2 separate regions of the Mus musculus genome follow, and region 2 is linked to region 1. A link is a contact called in public Hi-C data. All regions are on one chromosome and are shown on one strand. Each heading gives the region's core, a stretch centred on a gene start, on an enhancer-like site or on the middle of the called end of the contact. The rest is flanking DNA. Distances are from core to core; before and after follow the strand shown.

What was found. A called contact is a pair of places that touch in the nucleus more often than the background predicts.
Region 2: a Hi-C map of Sertoli cells shows a contact between it and region 1, with 1.6 times the contacts expected there. The contact joins the promoter of Ankib1 here to the enhancer-like site in region 1. A contact is called at or near these places in 2 of 39 promoter capture datasets (3T3-L1-derived adipocytes and liver), 2 of 484 Hi-C or Micro-C datasets (Sertoli cells and cranial neural crest) and 5 of 115 datasets of contacts at active chromatin or transcription factors (the 230-238 cell line, the SCID.adh cell line, bone marrow-derived dendritic cells and 2 more).

Annotation. Positions count from the first base shown.
Region 1 is chr5:3,748,629-3,752,290 of GRCm38.p6, reverse strand. The region is part of intron 4 of Ankib1 (ankyrin repeat and IBR domain containing 1); the gene reads left to right. Among named protein-coding and RNA genes, the nearest start is that of Ankib1, 53 kb to the left of the region's middle. Within about 2 kb of position 1,585, at least 7 of the 459 cell types and tissues checked have an H3K27ac peak or open chromatin away from gene starts, as enhancers often do. A contact at or near this core is called in Sertoli cells, where this site is marked.
Region 2 is chr5:3,801,237-3,804,898 of GRCm38.p6, reverse strand. Ankib1 (ankyrin repeat and IBR domain containing 1) reads left to right here and starts at 1,775. Exons shown (of 20, transcript NM_001289527.1): 1 at 1,775-2,302. Krit1 (KRIT1, ankyrin repeat containing) reads right to left here and starts at 1,734. Exons shown (of 17, transcript NM_030675.3): 1 at 1,416-1,734.

The sequences.
Region 1 (3,662 bases), core at 336-2,835:
GATATTTTTTCATTTATTTATTTTATTGGGTGTATGGTGGAAGAGAGAAAATGGATCAAAAGGCTGATTTAGATATTTTTAACCTTTATATTTGAGCTAAGGTTTCCCTTCATTTTATGGTATAGATAGTATATGGCATAGCCTGGAACTTTTGACGCATCTTAATTTAGGACAAATTGTAAGTGCTATTTTAAAAGCAAAATGATTAACAGATCAGATAATCTAAGTGTCATCGTCATTTTTGATTGTTTTTTAATCTGCTTTATCCCGTCTTCCAACAAGATTGTCTGCTTTGACAGGCAGAATTTTAGGTGAGTAGAGGTATGGGTGAGGAATAAAGATAGGCTACCTGCACTCCCGATATTTATATTCTAACAGAGAGACATATGTAAGAATTTGAAAATTAAATGAGCACATAATTTCCACAGAGTGGTTCTTATTCTAAAGAAATAAAAGTGATTTTTTTTTTTGTTACTGGTGATGATTAGGCCTCTGTACAGTGTCTGTCATAATAGGTTATATCCTGCCTGCCTCTGAGTAAGCCAAGGGAAAGTGGCAGTGCCCTGGGTCCCTCGCCCAGCAGGGAACCCACACCCTGCACATGGTCTGGCTAACAGAGCTAAAAGGTTTTCCTTGTAAGAGCAAAGCTTCCAGTCAGGAAGAAGGATAGGATGGCCACGTAAGCAGGAGCGCTAAGTGAGAGAAGAAGCCGGCATGGAGGACTCCTGTGCTAACTCTTCTGCTTTCTTTCCCAAACTAACCTCAGGGTCAGCTGCAGTTGCTATTAAAGGGGTAGGAGCCATCCTTTTTCTCCTCTAAGTGTCTTTCATGTCTTTTTTTTTATTTATTTTTTTTATTAGGTATTTTCCTCGTTTACATTTCCAATGCTATCCCAAAAGTCCCCCATACCCACCCCCCCAATCCCCTACCCACCCACTCCCCCTTTTTAGCCCTGGTGTTCCCCTGTACTGGGGCATATAAAGTTTGTAAGTCCAAAGGGCCTCTCTTCCCAGTGATGTCCGACTAGGCCATCTTTTGATACATATGCAGCTAGAGTCAAGAGCTCCAGGGTACTGGTTAGTTCATAATGTTGTTCCACCTATAGGGTTGCAGTTCCCCTTAGTTCCTTGGCTACTTTCTCTAGCTCTTCCATTGGGGGCCGTGTGACCCATCCACTAGCTGACTGTGAGCATCCACTTCTGTGTTTGCTAGTGTCTTTCATATCTTGAGAATGTGTGTGTGTGTGCGTGTGTGCGTGTGCACGCGCACACACACCCAAGCACAAGAACGTCAAAGGACAAATTTTCTCCTTGGATTGGTAGACCAAACTCAGGTCATGACGCCTGTGCACAAATGCTTCACCCAGCTGAGAAATCTCTTTTTTACAATGAACTTTTTTACTCTTTTTTTTTTTTTTGAAGGTTATTGCTGGCTTATAATCTGAAAATAGTAACAGCTTATCTTTGCAACAAAAAAGAGACAGGCACCTTCATTTTTATTTTTGCCACAGAAGGGAAAGCTAGTGTGCACTTGAGACTGAGCAGTGTATTGAAATGTTTCACATGACCTAATTACTGCTCTGCTGCAGTTTTGCCAAGAATGTGTTATGTGCTCATGAAGTGTACTAGCTACTTTTGTGTCAACTTGACACAGCTGGAGTTATCACAGAAAAAGGAGCTTCATTTGAGGAAATGCCTCCATGAGATCCAACTGTAAGGCATTTTCTCAATTAGTGATTAAGGGGGAAAGGCCCCTTGTGGGTGGGACCATCTCTGGGCTGGCAGTCTTGGTTCTATAAGAGAGCAGGCTGAGCAAGCCAGGAGAAGCAAGCCAGTAAAGAACATCCCTCCATGGCCTCTGCATCAGCTCCTGCTCCCTGACCTGCTTGAGTTCCAGTCCTGACTTCCTTTGGTGATGAACAGCAGTATAGAAGTGTAAGCCGAATAAACCCTTTTCTCCCCAACTTGCTTCTTGGTCATGATGTTTGTGCAGGAATAGGAATAATGACTAAGACAAATTGGTACCAGCATAGTGGGGTATTCCTGTGACAACCTGACCATGTTTTGGGGAGGACTGTGGAAGGACTTTGGAACTTTGGGCCAGAAGATCCATTCAGCGTTAAGAGCTCTGTGGAATGTTGTGTAGGAGCTTGGAAGATAATGTTGAGAAGAGTGCAGAAGATGGAGGCCTGGCTTGTGAAATTTCAGAGGGAAAATTAAAGACTCTTTTCAGGGCCATTGCTATTTTGATTGTGAAAATTCTGTAGTTCTGGTTAGCTGGGGCTGAAGAATCAGCTGTGATTAACAAGATACCAGAACTTCTAAAGCAAAAACTTTGCATTACTGGGACTATTGATGCTGGTTAGCTGGAGCTAAGAAATTAGCAGTGATTGAGAAGAGAACAGCATCATTGAGGTGACATCTTCTGGGAAGTGTTTTTTGAGAGCACAGAGGCTGTGTTCCAGAGATAGCCACGGTTGTACCTTGTGCTGTGGATGGACTTGGTAATGTGTAAGAGTCACCCAGGTGGTACTGGTTTTGAAGGCATGAAGGGGTCATGCAGAGCAGCTGAGGCTCGGCACTGTGAGAGGCCATGGAAGGCCATTGGTGAAAGTGCAGCCTCAGTGATAGCCCAGGAAGGGGTCATGCAGTGTTTTGAAGATGCCAGTACCATGAGATGACCGACCACCAAGAGCAGCAGCAACAGTGGAGTACAGGCATCTGGAGCCTAGAGGACGACGAGTGTGCTACAAAGGGCATGGCTGGAGAAGTGACCCAAGCCCTTGGAGGAGCCCAGAAGATCGTGAGTTGGATCTCAGATATTGGATGGTTGGAGATTGATTTTTGCTTTTGATTGTGACTGTGCCCTGATATTTTTCCTCTTGAAGGAAGAAAATATTTTAGTGGATCCCCCACAGTTAAGAGACTTTTAATTGTAAAAAAAAAAAAAACAAAAAAAACAAAAAAAAACTTTGGATTTTAAAAGAGATGGATATTTTAAAGAGATTGAAATTTTAAGAATATGTAAAGTCTCTGGGACGTTTAAAGTTATTTAGACCTTGGGGATGAATAAGAATGTAAGGGTTGAGGCTTACTAGTGATGTGTTTGTGTGTCAAGTTGACAAGGGGTCAATTGTACTGGCTAGTTTTGTGTCAACTTGACACAAGCTGGAGTTATCAAAAAAAAAGGAGCTTCAGTTGAGGAAATGCCTCCATGCGATCCAACTGTAAGGTATTTTCTCAATTAGTGATCAAGGGGAAAGGCCCCTTGTGGGTGAGACAATCCCTGGGATGGAAGTCTGGAAGTGTAAACCGAATTAACCCTTTCCTCCCCCAACTTGCTTCTTGTTCATGATGTTTGTGCAGGAATAGAAATCCTGACGAAGACATGAAGGCAGTGTGCCTTTGCCCTTCAATAACTCTTCCACTTGAGTATAAATCTGAAGTATTTAAAAGTTTAATGTATACAGGCCACTTTATATTTCTCTTAAATATTGGAAATCCAAATTTTCTGTATGTTGTTAGAATTGCAAGAAAGTTTTTTTACTAAATATTTGTTTAACTGTTGTAGTTAAATTTGCTATTTCCTCTCTACTTTAGTTGACTTGACATGAGGAGGTAGAAAGATAACTAATCTGAAAGAGAACTTTTAGGAAATAAATG
Region 2 (3,662 bases), core at 526-3,025, 52 kb before region 1:
GTTTAAAGTTTTGAGGATAGTTCATGGAATTTTTTTTTAGATAAAAAAATTTTAATAAGAACATTCTAAAAATCCACTACATGCAAAAGAGCTGCCTATAGAAAAAAAAAGGCTTTTCTTAAAACTTCCTGTTTAGCAACTGCTTTTCATCTCAGATTAACACCGACTAAAACATAATAAACTATAAACAAGATATATACATATGTATGAAAGCCTTAAAAACTGCAAACCTCTTAAAAAGACACTGTATTATAGACACTGTACAAAGAACATGGCAACTATAGAAAATGATGCTTTCTATAAAGTACCTAAAGGAGAAACTAAGTAGTTAACTTTCTGCACAGAATTTAAAGTAAACCAATTCTTATCTCAATCAATTCATAAGAAAACGTCTATTAGCAAAGTGTTTCATTTGTGAATACTCATTATATATTTTAAATACTCATATTTTAAATATATAAAACAAACTTACTGCTAGCAACATATTCGCAAAAATTCTTTTTTTTTTTATTTTAAGTTTATTTTTAAAAAAGTATTTGTACTGGAGCACTTAAAATAGTCTTCCAATGACATAAAAGGAAACAAAGGTTGAAGCCAGGAAAACAACAAAAGCTACCAGCGATGAAGGTGAAGCTGGTGCAACTGAAACCGACAGGAAGAGAGAACTAGTCAAAAGAATAAAAATAAATAAAGCCATTGCTAATATGCTATATGGCTCACTGCACTGGAGAAATGCTCAGGCATGAATGATATGCTGCCTAAAAAATGAGGACTTATGTAAGTGGAGATGGTTCATAACTTGGAGGGCTGTCTGCGATTTTTTTAAAAAATATGCAGGGATATTGTTGATTTTCATTATGATTGACAAAGGAGAGGCATACAATTTTCACTTAGTGCCCACAGCAGGGGTAATTACTCCTTTGTGGGTCAGTGAGTTTGTTTACAATAAAGACACGCTAAGTTCCCTGAGAGAGCAGGACAGGAATGGAGCTGAAATCTTGAGGTCGGCCAACCACATCAAGGCTTCTGGTGAAGTTACAAAGACCGAGGGGAGGAGAGAGCAGAGAGTGCAAGCCAAAAGGAGACATAAAGGAAGAACTCGGATAGATGGGAGAAGACAGCTACAATCGATAAGCTGTCACTGTCCTGGCAATGACAACACTGCCTGGGAAGTCTTTCCCTTGGCACCACCCACCAGTGCTCCCCTACCGGGAAAAATGCAAAGCTGCTTTTGCTCCAAAAGTTCCCACCCAAGAGACGCCGGTGACTTTTCGGTACCGGCGTGTAAGAAACAACACGCCTTGATGCAGAGCCTCGTGGGCGAGCTTCGGTGCTCCTGCCGTTGGCTCCAGCCGGCGTCTGGCTCTTCTTGCCTTGCTTTCCTTGTTTCCGCCAAGGAAACGGGAAAGACTCACCCGGGCGGGCGGCGGATCCTCTCCCGAGCCGCTACATCCAAGTCAGTGGGTGGGGCGGCAGTCGAAGGATGGCGGAGCCAGCCCGTCACCGTTTTCTCATTCCTTCTGCCTATCTAGGAGGCCCACCCCAACTTCCTGTGGCAGGAAGCCCCTGGATTGTCACCAAAAGCCGCCCCGCGAGTTCGGGTCTCAGGGCACCTGTTCCCCACCGTCCTTCCTCTCCCTCGGCTCCAGGAACCCTTCAGCCTCTCCACCAGCTTCGGGCTCCCAAAGGCCTCAGCTCGCCATCCCACCGCTACCGGCGCCGGGCAATAACTTCCGGGGTTACGCCCCCAAGGCCGCTTCAGGTTTGCGGCTGAAAAAGCTTCCGGGTCGGCCCGCGGGGAGCCGCCGTTCGTGCCGGTCCGTGCCACTTCGCGCGGCGGCCGCAGCTGTCTGGGAGCGGGCGACCGTGAGCTCGCGGGGTTTGGCGGCAGCCGAGCCCGACGCTAGCTATAGCAAGGACGGGGGTCGGGGAAGGGAGGTCGGCCTCCGCGGCTGCGTGCGCACGCGGCACGACCATGCGCTGGACTTGAGCGAGCGGCGGAGGCAGGCGCCACCGCCCCCCTCCTCCATAGCCTGAGAGCGGCGGCGCGCAGCGGGAGAAGATGGGGGGCGCCCGCCCAGTGTGAGCTCGCCGGGCGCGTCGGGCTCGCGCAGCGCTTCCCGCGGGCCTCCAGCGCGCATCCTCCGGCTCCCGCAGCCGCCGCCGCCGGCGGGTGGGTGGGGCGCCGAGTGGACCCGAGAGGTCACCCGCTCGGCGCGAGAGCCAGGTGGCCGCGACAGAGGAAGACCTGCAGATCTGGGGGGAATCGACGCGAGCCCGGTCCCGGCCGGGAGAAGTAACCGTAAGTTTCTGCTTCGCGGCTCGGCTCTGGCCGAGGCAGTCTCGAGCCTGCCTAGTTCACGCCCTTCCGCGTCTCTTGCGAGGGTTGCCCTGTCACCCCTTCTCTCCCCGTCCCCGAAGGAGCACAGCATCCTGTCTGCCCTACGGGGTTTCTCGCGCTCGCGAATTTGCAAGCCTCCCGGTTTCCGCGGCGCGTCCCATCCTCCACACACGTCTACATAGCCTTGTCCCTCTGTCCTCAAAAGATTCGTGCCCTCCTTCATTTTCTGTAGAACCCCGGACCTCACAGTCTCCGCAACCCTTGTTGGGACCTGGAAAGCCTTGGATTCCACTAACTCCGTGGACCTGAAATAGTGAGGAGCGACTAGGTTAAAAGTGCTCTGTAGGACTGTCATGGGTGGGGATAGGTGCAGATGGCACCACTGAACCTTTATTTGTGTTGCTTTTGCCACCCAAACAAAAGAATGAACGCTCCTCTGTACCCTCATTCCTCTACGTATGTGTGAACTGTTCGTACATTGATGTTTGAGTCGGAGGTAATTGAAGCTACAGCTGTAATGAAGCAGGTCTTGAAGAGTTTTTATTCTCACAAGCGTCATTCTTATGGAACGGCATGTTGAAAAATCTTTGGATTGAAAGACCCATTCAGGTTTACTAGTAAATGTGAAGACCAAATGTGAAAACATCTGGAGTTTTAGATAGTGTACTTTGGATGCTGTTAATTTCTTACTGTTTTGATTACTGTTTGACTAGGCTGTTTCTCGTTAAATTTTAGTTTGCATTTTTAGGTTGCTTTTGCAGAACTTTCCAGAAATTAGATTAAAATATAATTTTAATACTGTCAGTGATTAGACAGCTGTCAATGCATTAACTACTTTTTAAGGTACTATTAGAAAGCAAATGATAATTCTAAAAATAATGTTACTCTGTACGGTGTAGGTTCTGTTAATATTCTGTAAACTAAGGTAGTATGGTAACATTGGTGATTTTTTTTTCTTGGAAATTATTTCTTTAGGAACAATAAATATGTTTAGTCACCCCAGCAAGCCGTTTAGCAGTTTATCTTGGGCTGTAACTTTACACTTCACAGTTTAGTTTGAAGCAGACGCAGAAGATGTAGCTCCCACAGTCTGTCTGGAAATGGACTTTCCTTGGCACAGAAGCCCAGCACTGTGCAGACTTGAGGGCATTGTTGAAGGTGTAAAATCAGCTTCTGATGAAGAAGCTCTAAGGGTTTTCCTCAGGGAATGGCTAGCTGCATGGAACAATCTTTTTTGAAAATTCCACTAGTTTCTTTTATCTTTGGGACAAAGAGGAAAGATAGGAACAACATTTCCTACTTAATTTATTTGTTTTCTCAA